Regions from separate parts of the Sus scrofa genome. Here region 1 is linked to region 2. A link is a contact called in public HiChIP or PLAC-seq data. All regions are on one chromosome and are shown on one strand. Each heading gives the region's core, a stretch centred on a gene start, on an enhancer-like site or on the middle of the called end of the contact. The rest is flanking DNA. Distances are from core to core; before and after follow the strand shown. Region 1 overlaps FNDC3B (fibronectin type III domain-containing protein 3B). Region 2 has its middle 24 kb from the start of TMEM212.

Region 1 (5,674 bases), core at 1,407-3,906, 220 kb before region 2:
CTAATTATTTTAAGTGCCAAACAACGAAGTCTTGTCCCAACAAGGGAAGCACATTCTTTAATAACAGGTCTTATAATTCAGTGTTAACAGTACCATCATGCTGTTTTATGAGGCAATTACTCAGTTCCTAAGCAAATAAAGGTACAAAACCCAAAGTCCAATAGTTTATCCTGATGTAGGAAAGAGATTCTTCCACAATAAAATTAACCAAGATAATTTTCACTATCATGACATCAACTGTTGGATTTCAAGTAGTACTACTAATGGAATACTAATGTCCATTTCAATTTTATTTCAAATATACTTGACCCCCTACTAGAGTATGAGGAAAGGATGGCTACTTTTCCTCAGACTGATGATAAGACACAGACTTATTTCCTAAGCATAATGTTTTAATGGTCCTTCAACAATGCAGGTTAGAAAAACAGGGCACTGATTTACATAAGGGATCTGAGGATAAAACTTCCATGGAAAGAAGCACTCCATGCTCACTTCCACCTTTTCCTCACTCCTCCCCAGGGAAGAGTCCCAAGCCACTTGCTGGTGAAGCTCTGTCCTCTCCTCTCGCCTCTGCTCAAGTAGCAAGCACCAAAGCCCTCTCCCACAGGGCCAGTCCTGGTCATCTCGTAGAAAAGCACAAGGATGGAACTTGAACTCTTTTCATCCTGCACGTGCAGGCACTGGTAGGAGGTCATAATTGTGATCTAGCAGAAATTCAGGCACTCCTGGTCACCCATTGCTAATACCCAAGAATGTATCAACACTAACATTATATGTAACACTGATAATTCCAATTGAAGAAAACTTCTGGCTGGTGTCATAGTGAACAGTGGGACTTGCTATCATCAAAACGTAGCAATCCAGCCCCACTAGGCAGTACTCTTAAGCACAGGTATGAAGTCCAAAGTAAGGAGTTAACTTCTAGGTTCTTCCAGTATAGGATAAAAGGATAGACTGCCAGTACCATAGAAGTCTTATAGATGTAGGATGATAATGTGTGGGAGTCCACACAGAGGCTCCCCAAAGACACCAAGTCCACTGGCACAAAGAGATAATTGCATTTGCCTTTGAAAAAACATACAGGCAACTTTGGGTAGTGAAGCTGTTCCATGCAGTAAACAATGCCTGACTCCTCCATTTTTTTCTACTAGACGATGGATTATCCACCTCACAGATTTGCAGTGGTTACTGCAGATCACTGAGAGGGGAGCAAGGGAGAGGAAGACAGGTGAAACTGTGCGTTAAAGTCAACTGTATGTACAATCACTCCTTAGACAGCAAACAGTGGGAACTTACACACTCCTAGTACATAACTCAACCACCCAACAACTACATCTTTAATTATGAAGAAAAATGGAAGAATAAATAAACTGTGCCAAAGCATCTCACTTTTCATAACCAAAGTTGCTAATTCTCTTTTCCTTAGGCCACCAGCTTGTTAAAAATCCAAGGCCTGTTTTCTAATCCCTAAGAGTTTCACCAAAGGAAAGTCAGATATTATCCTACCTAGAATACAAGGTAAGAGATTGATCTAGAGGTGGTGGTTCACAAAGCCAACAATGTTTAAATACCCCTTTCTCCACTCCATGCACATATATAGGATATGTTCACTTATTTACCTGGAATTCAAGGAACAAAGAAAAAGCAATAAATTTTCTTTAGAAACGATAATGCCCAGCTATTTAACAAGGCAACTGCCTGCCAACCAGTCCTTAAATTATCATAGAGCAGAAACAATTTTGTGCCGTGGACTGTAGAAAAGACAAGGGAAAAGGCAGGAAAAAGAATGAAAACCATTGATGCAAAACATGAACCTCAGGGTACAAAGTAGTATGTACTATGGTTATTCCGATATTTTTGGTTATTCCCTAGTGATGGGGGTGGGAGGAGAGAGGTAATGACTTTTCCCAATACAAACAGAGAGACAAATGTTCAGGTTATACATTGGGAAGACCACTTGGCCCTAAACATTGACAGTTAAAGAGGGTTAAGTCAGGCTAAGAGACTTAGGAGGGCTTGCCAGTCTTCAATCATTTAACAGTGACAGCTCCCCCAAAAGTGAGTCTTGGGTTTTGGTGGGTAAGTCAACTTAAACAAGTGTGCCTCAGCCCCACTGCTCTGAGGGGAGACCTGGAGAATGTGATGTGCTTAAGAAAGCCGACAGGACTTTTTTAAATGAAGCAATGAATGTGGAAGGCTTACTATCCAAACAGTTAACTTTAAGGCCCAAACTGGATGGAATGACACATGCTCTTATTTCACTACAGAGCAGACTGACCAGAACGTTGTAATAACTGTGGATGGAATGACACATGTTCTTATTTTACTACAGAGCAGACTGACCAGAACTTTGTTTCTTCTTAGGGATACAGGGTCACTGTTTACAATCTGTGTTCAGTCACAAGACAAGGTGCTGTACTAGGGAGTTAGTAAAGCATTTTGACTTTATAAACCTAGAGAAATCACCCCTACTTTGAGGTCTCATGTTTAAATTCTATGTTTGTTTCATTTTATTTTTTTCTCTCTTCCTCATTAGGCTGAACCACAAACCACACCCCCTTAAATCTGAGAATTTGCTGCCTGACATCTTCCTTTGGCTGGGAGCAAGGCTGTTGGTTATATACACACAGTGGAGCAGTCTCTGGGGGTCTGAGAAGCTCCCCTCTGTGCCTTGCGCCATCTTCCTTTACCACTTACTGACTATCTGAGGGAAGCTCTGAGGAAAGCTGAGTGAGCCAGATGTGTGATCTCTGCATAACTGAGCTGTAACTGTTTTTCATGTCAGTCAGAAAGCCTCATGAGAAATCACCCCAACAAAACCCTCATTATCCCGGTCTGGGTTCCTTCTCCCCAAGACAGATGTGTATCTGAGCTGGCCAAAGCTACCACAGAGCTCAAGTACATTTTATCCAAGGAGGAACATCTACACTGTCCTCCTACACAGCAGAGTTCTTGCAATGAACCCATTCTTGAGACCACTACCCTTTACAAATAAAGAATGTACTGCAAAACTCATCAGAACAAACCAATAAAAACAGGTGATCTCTACTACAATGCAATTTTTTAATCCTCTGAACTTTTTTTTCCACATTGAGCACCAAGGTTTCACTCCTATTCTCTTTATTCTTACCCATACTTCCATTTCAAAGAATTTGGTGACAACCACAGGCCCCCACAACCCCTCCCCCTAACCACACATCCTAACACTAAAACCACAAGTGCTTCATGCCCAGCCAGTTCTATTCTTTTGATTGACAGGGAAGGGATGCCATGTGAGCACTTGTGGTTAACTTGCCTCTCTCCTGGGAGCAAGTGTTTGTTACCTTCCTTACCTGCTAGGCCCAGCTTTACCAAAAAATTTCTATGCTAATGCAGGGGTGGGGGCTGGGCACTTGGAAAAATAGATCCTCACCGTTAGTAAGACATTTAATTCTGTCCAAATACACCCCCATAGCTTTTAAAGAACAACTTATTTTAAAAGAATATTACAAAGGGTCTTCAGTTTTTATATCACTCTAGGCAACTGGGTTATTACTTTTTCCTTTTATTTTGCTTCCCCCACTCCAAGTCTAAAAAGGTTTTCCATGGTATTTTGGCCCCAGCCTATACTAAGAAACATACAGCCAATTTCATAAAATATCTGATTCTCAGGAGAGAACCACAGATCCATTTCCAAAGGCCAGAGAAAGCAATTATACACTAGGAAGAATTTCTAACTTGAAAAAACCAAACTCCTAATCACTGCTGGGAGAGTTTTAAGTCTGTGGACCTGGCCTTCAAATTAGTAACAAAATGTCCTGGTCCTCACTCCATGGGCCGATGACCCAAATTTCCTTACATTAATTCAAGATGTGAGTTAGCAGTACAGTACACAAATTAGTTTCAGATGACAAGAGAAAAAGAGAAAAAGAAATGTAACGGCACCGGCACCAAAAGGAACAAAGCATAACCATCAGCACCAAATGAGGAGATTAACTCCTTGAGTTAGATCTACGCCGGCAATGAGGCTCCCTGTTACATACACCCTGATGTGGCTTCTGACCTATTCCAAACTATCCCAGGGAAGTGTATAAAAATTAATGCAGTCTGAGATCCAATAAGAATTACAATTCATTTAATAAAAAAAAAAAAAAAAAAAGGAACTTGTAAGTTTTAACTTTTTGCTTCCATTCTGCAATTCAAATGAAATTTTGGGAAGATAAATGGGTATCTTTTTTTCTTTTTTTTTTGTGTGTGTGTCTTTTTGCCTTTTCTAGGGCCGCTCCCACAGCATATGGAGGTTCCCAGGCTAGGGGTCCAATCAGAGCCGTAGCCACGGGCCTACGCCAGACCACAGCAACCCCAGATCTGAGCCGCGTCTGCAACCTACACCATAGCTCACGGCAACGCCACATCCTTAACCCACTGAGCAAGGCCAGGGATGGAACCCACAACATCATGGTTCCTAGTCAGATTCGTTAACCACTACGCCACGACAGGAACTCCAGGTTTCTTGATCAATGGGAAATGGATGGAAACCTATCAGTCAAAACCTATAAAGCAATTAGGTAAATAAATAAATAAATAATAACCTTCAGAATTTGTGTATCACTAAAGTTAACTGTGATTCCATAAAGCTTGTATCTTTTCCAATAAAATATACATGAACCAATCACCTTCACATAAGCCAAACAGCATGTAAGCATTCTCCTTGCTACACGCTTGTTCCGCAGTCTGAGAAAAATATTCTCATGAGCATATTAGTTAAATCATAGCTTGACTCATACTTCAATAAAAGTTCCTTCTCTATTAAAAATACTATGACTTCTAATAGTCAGAATCTATTGTGGAAAAGATTTCAGAAAATTGTCACAAACATACCAGAGAAATGTTCTAGGCTTTTTTTTTTAAATAATAATAAGGAAAAGAAACTTTTTTCCTATTCAATACACTGAGAAAAACCCCATCAGTAATCCAAATAACAATACAATAAACTTATTGAATCACGGAATTCCCCCACTGTGGCGCACGGATCGACGGTGTCTCTGCAGCGGCAGGGACATGGGTTCCATCCCCAGCCTGGCACAGTGGGTCAAAGATCCTGCGTTGCTGCAACTGTAGGTTGCAGCTCCAGCTAGGATTCAAACCCTGACCTGGGAACTCCATATTCTGCAGGGTGGCCAAAATTATAAAAATATAAAAATAAAAAAAGGAAAATTCTTTACAAAAAAAAAAAGGAAGTTCCTATTGTGGCTCAGCAGTAACAAGCCTGACTAGTATCCATGAGGATGCGGGTTCGATCCCTGGCCTCACTCAGTGGCCTAAGAATCCGGCATTGCCATGAGCTGCAATGTGCGTCTCTGACGTGGCTCGGATCCCGAGTTGCTGTTGCTGTGGCATAGCTGGCAGCTGCAGCTCGGATTAGACCCCTAGCCGGGTAACTGCCATATGCCATACACATGGCCCTAAACAGCAAAAATAAAAAACAACTTATTGGATCACAAAAAACAGGGACTTTTTTTTTTTTCTCCTATGTTGTGTTTGAGGCAGGTGGGTATGAGAGGATACTAAAAAATTACTGTGTTTCTTTTAAAACAATGTAATTATCAGATAGCTCATGTTTTATGAGTATTACAAGTTCCTAAATGACTTATAATACCTAAGCCTATTAAAACTTAATTTACTTTGACAAACA
Region 2 (5,154 bases), core at 2,380-4,879:
TTTTACAGGTTACCTCCTTCATTTTATAGATGAGAAAATTTAAGAGACCCAAAAAGGTGAAATAAATGATTTTCTTTTCAGTCCTTAGCCTGGAAATATTAAATCCATTAAAACTTCTTTGTGTTTTTTTTTTTTTTTTTTTTTTCAGGGTCATCTCTGTTTTGTGGAGTAGGAGATTTCATTTCTCAATTCTTTGCCACTTGTCCTCTGGCTGGCACCCTGCATGGTCTTAATTGAGAATAAATTCATGAACAAAGTGAAATGATATTGTGATGATTTATTTATAAACTGATAAATAAATCACTTGAAAAGAAAAATAAGGAGTTCCCGTCAGTGGTTAATGAACCCGACTGCATCCACGAGGACGTGGGTTCAATCCCCGGCCTCACTCAGTGTGTTAAGGATCTGGTGTTGCTGTGAGCTGCGGTGTAGGTTGCAGATGAGACTCAGATCCCGAGTTGCTGTGGCTCTGGCATAGGTCAGTGGCTACAGCTCCAATTGGACTCCTACCCTGGAAACCTCTGTATGCTGCCAATGCGGTCCTAAAATACAAAGAGACAAACAAACAAAAAAAAAAAAAAAAAAAAAGGAAAAATAAAATACATAAGACCTTTCTGTTATTTGGTTATTTTAAGGCAATGCTGCTAGCAGGTGAGTTTTTTCACTGTTTTCTATCAGTCGTATCATTAGAGTATATTAATTACAAACACCATTTTTCACCTACCAATTCTGACAACTTTTTGTACTAAAAATACCTGTTTTAGTACTATGAATTTAAAAGCCATCATAAAGAATCTATGCAATGGGTAAATTCCTTTTTCTATGATGCCAAAGGGCAATGAAGGGTCTTGTTTATGAGAAGTAGATTTACAGAAAAGAAAAACAATTCAGCTCATGCAGAAGCTTCTACAAACAGGAGATGTGAGACGTGTTCAGAACAAAGAAAGGGTCATCTTTAAAAAATACAGGAAGCTTTGATCTTTTTCCCTGCCTAGAGCAAGGTGAAAGGGTTGAGTCTTAAACAAGCCTGATCTGTGTATTTAAGTTAAATGACACTTTCAACATGTATGGGCAAGCAGAAGTATTACTCACATGGTGAAAAATACCGGCTCCAGATCTGGTGACTATACAAATACACCAAATGTAAATTAAATTGCTTTTTATTCTTCATAGTTTGAACTATAAGAAATAATGAGTCCTTAAAAGGGAATGATTAGATAGTATAAGAATGCAAATTTGACAGAGTAATAAAACCCCAGTAACTTTGGACATTTTACATTCTTGCCCATAATTTAAAGCTCCATACCTCTTTCTAGGCTTGTTATGCTTCCTAGGCTTGTAACCACTAATACTTTTGACAGACTTTGGAAACAGTGACTCATTTATGAAGACCCACACATTTGAGAGAACACCCACAGGATAATGAAAGAAAGGTGTGACAACTATGCTTGTTTTGACTCATCCTGGGGAAATGTATAAGCCCTGCAGATATTTGCAGATTTTTCCAGAGATAGCATATTTGTGACTACAAGGTCTACCCAGTTACCATGTGATGATTTATAGATATGATGCTGTATAAACCGTGTCTCTGAGCATCCCCGACATCTATCCACTCAACAGCCATCGAGAGCTTAAATCTATTGACAAGCCTAGCATAATATCTACAAATCTTGCTTCTCCTATAGAACTCCATCCCAGTTCTAGGACTTTTCATTTCTGAAATCCCAAGTGTTTGTTTTTTTTTTTTTTTTTTTTTTGGTAGTAGAAACTTGTCACTATTGCTCACTCTCCTTCATGGACATAAAAGTGACTTAGTATTAATTTTGTTTCAAAATGGACAAAAGAAGCATCAGGAAGCTGTTTTCCTCTGTCCTATCTGCAGTCTTTGTTTGGCAGATTCCACTAACTCCCCCAGGAGGATTCAAGTAGGGATACAAGTGGAAGAAAAATGACAGACGATAATAACACTAGCCCCCCTTGCTTCACTGTTTCTAGAAGGGGCCTGGGAGTGGTAAATTGAGGGAACAGAGACTTGTTCCCAGGCAGTACTCATCAGGCAATCAGCCCTCAGAACCAACGTACGAGGTGGGAACCCAGTTATTGAAACTGAGTCACAGGCCGCAAGTGGAGAAGCAAATGTGATTTAATGTGGAGTCCCTGAGAGTAGGCCTGCACTCTTAAATAATTCTTGCCTTGGAGTTCCCATTGTGGTGCAGTGGAAATGAATCTGACTAGGAACCATGGATTGTGTGTTCCATCCCTAGTCTCACTCAGTGGGTTAAAGATCTGGCATTGCTGTGAGCTGTGGTGTAGACCACAGATGCAGTTTGGATCCTGAGTTGCTGTGGCTGTGGTGTAGGCTGGCAGCTACAACTCGCATTAGATCCCTAGCCTGGGAACCTCCATATACCTCATCCATGGCTCTAAAAAGACAAAAAGAAAAAAAAAAAGACAAAAAAGTAATAATAATTCTTGCCTTGATTCAGGTCTCAAAATTGGTCTTAAGGGGAGTTCTCGTTGTGACTCAGTGGTTAACAAACATGTCTAGCATCCATGAGGATGCAGGTTTGATTCCTGGCCTCACTCAGTGGGTTAAGGATCCAGAGCTGCCGTGAGCCGTGGTGTAGGTCACAGACACGGCTCAGATCTTGCATTGCTATGGCTGTGGCATAGGCCAGCAGCTACAGCTCTGCATGGACCTCTAGCCTGGGAACCTTCACATGCTGTGGGTTCAGCCCTAAAAAGCCCCCCCCCGCCAAAAAAAATGGTCTTAAGGACTGGAGCAGTTCTTTCTATATGTTGAGTCCAGGACGAGGTCTACCACATAGGGAGCAATAGGCCCACTATAGTTACGTAGATTGCATACAGAGCACCTGGCCAGGCTGAAACGTTTCCCCAGACACTTACTAGCCAAGCCAGGTGCCTCTTACCATCTGTGTTGGCTCACTGAAAGCACCTGTCCCTAAATTCCAAAAGGGCCCCTTATGAGCTGGGGTGACCCTGCCAGGAGGCAGATTTGGCCCAGAACTTTACATGTAGGTATATCCTCAAATTCACACTTCTAGAGACGCCCTGAAGACATTATGCCTACAGTTACAGAGACACCCAGGATTTAAAGCAGAAGACTGGTTCATCATTCAGCTTCCAACTGTGTTCCATTCCAAGACCATCTATCACAGGTTGTGAGGCTTTTGTGTGAATCCAGAAAAGACAGATCTAACCCTGCAACAGTAAGCAAGGTTTGGCCATCAGAGAGTGAGCCAGTTTTGAATCCACTCTCTGCCTTTGGCCAATCTGCACAATCACCCCTGGAGGCTCTGCCTATATGTCAGCTTGAAAAATAAATCTGGAAATCCTTTTGTAAGTGGAAACATTATATCTTTGGGTCTAAATTAGTTAATGCTCTACCAACTAAAAAATTCCACAATTTTCGTAATGACATTTCAGCAAATTTTTATTTTAAATACATAAGGATCACTAAATGGAAGTAGCCTGGGTCTCTCTGTCCCTGAACTCTGGGAAGCCCCAGCCAAGGAAGAGGAGGGAGGGTGGCAGGAATTGGAGCAAGGCAGGCCTGACACCTTCCACTGCAAACACTGCAGCTAACTAAGGCTGCTTGTCAGCTCTAATCATTTTTCCTGCAGGAAATGTCATTGCTTCATTGCATTGCAAGAAAATGATGTCATAGCGTGGGGCCCTGATCCATTTCCTGACTTTTAACCTGAATCTTGTACCCTTTTTTGGTACTGCACCCAGAAAAAATGAAACACATTGACTGTAAAGGCCAATGTGTCTCATTTAGGCTTCTAAGACTCCAGGGTGGGGGTAGCTTCTTCATATATATTAATGATTAACATAGAGTTTTGTTTGGGTGTCATATTCTGAATATGGCATGGGCACAGTATTTAGGAAAGTAAATGGAAAGGAAATAGTCTTCAGGATATGTCTGTATTATTTCTTGGCAGAAAACTTTCCTTTTCCTATATGGGATTTAATTAGTGGTGACAATGTTAAAATTTAATTAGGAAACCTTGCTCAGTTTTTGTTTTGTGGTGGTGGTCTTCACTGTTAAACTCTGTGTGAAAATGCGCAATGGTCCTTGATATTTAAGATTTTACATACAGCATTTGTGTCCCTATATCTTAGGACTGGTTACAACCCCAGCCTAAATGACATTATTAAGCTATTTCCTGGAATGTCAAGGGCTGAAATTGCGCTGTCAAGAACGACTCTGTTCTTTCAGGGGTTTCAGAGAACAAGGGCTCAGATTGCATTCTTGCTCTGTTATTATAAGTTTTTCCCTGGCAGGAAACCACTGGGTCCCAGAAAATTTGCATATATCCAATGAGAGTGATCTGCTGTATGGAGGTTTTCAAGATTGCATGACAACACTGTGGAAGAATCTCATATGGGGAAAGGGGATTTTTTTTTTCTTTCCCTAAGCCCCATTTTAAATAGTTTCCTTCCCACAAGCTGATGTGTCCACATTCAAAGAGTCAGAAGTAACTGAGCCTATTTTCCCGCCTTGGCATCTGTCACTAGGCCAGTAATATCAACAGCCCTACAAAACTGGAAACAGGCTGTTTAAAGTAAAGGTGCCTCATTATTTCCAATCTGTAAAGCAGACTTTTGGGGGTTATGTGACAGTGAGTATTTAGTTTTCCCAGGCAAGGGCATAACATCATGTCTACCCATCTCTTTGTCAATGCGAGAGCAAGAAATAACCCACATGTGTCTTGATATCAGATTAACAGGTTATACCTCGGATTCCAGTTAACCCAAAGCACTTAGTATTGATCTATTTCTCTTATACATCTGTTTTGGATCCTCAGAATTGTGTACCGTTTGCTGAGAACCTCTTGCAAAAGTTCAAGCAACTATTGGAGGTTTACTGGTCTAACATTTAGAGTTACAGGGGCTGGAACTCCAACTGTTGATAAAATGCTCTGGAGTGATCTTAAATCCTTTCAGAACAGAATAGGATATAAATAAGAAAGCAAAATATAAGTAAATAAATAGCTACAGTGCCTAGATCTGGCTGGGAATATTCAATTAGTACTAAATTAATTCAGACAGTTCGTTGATAAATTTGAAGTCCCTCCTTGTATAATCATCAGGCCCAGGAATAGATATTTTATTGTTGCATTAAGTGAC

Evidence for each region. HiChIP or PLAC-seq counts read pairs in DNA pulled down with a chosen protein or histone mark.
Region 1: a contact with region 2 is called in an H3K27ac HiChIP or PLAC-seq map of alveolar macrophages. The contact joins two enhancer-like sites. A contact is called at or near these places in 1 of 47 Hi-C or Micro-C datasets (embryonic fibroblasts) and 1 of 2 datasets of contacts at active chromatin or transcription factors (alveolar macrophages).

The regions. Positions count from the first base shown.
Region 1 is chr13:110,649,608-110,655,281 of Sscrofa11.1, reverse strand. The region is part of intron 1 of FNDC3B (fibronectin type III domain-containing protein 3B); the gene reads right to left. Among named protein-coding and RNA genes, the nearest start is that of FNDC3B, 65 kb to the right of the region's middle. Within about 2 kb of position 2,656, at least 12 of the 83 cell types and tissues checked have an H3K27ac peak or open chromatin away from gene starts, as enhancers often do. A contact at or near this core is called in alveolar macrophages, where this site is marked.
Region 2 is chr13:110,435,381-110,440,534 of Sscrofa11.1, reverse strand. No RefSeq gene overlaps it. Among named protein-coding and RNA genes, the nearest start is that of TMEM212, 24 kb to the right of the region's middle. Within about 2 kb of position 3,629, at least 10 of the 83 cell types and tissues checked have an H3K27ac peak or open chromatin away from gene starts, as enhancers often do. A contact at or near this core is called in alveolar macrophages, where this site is marked.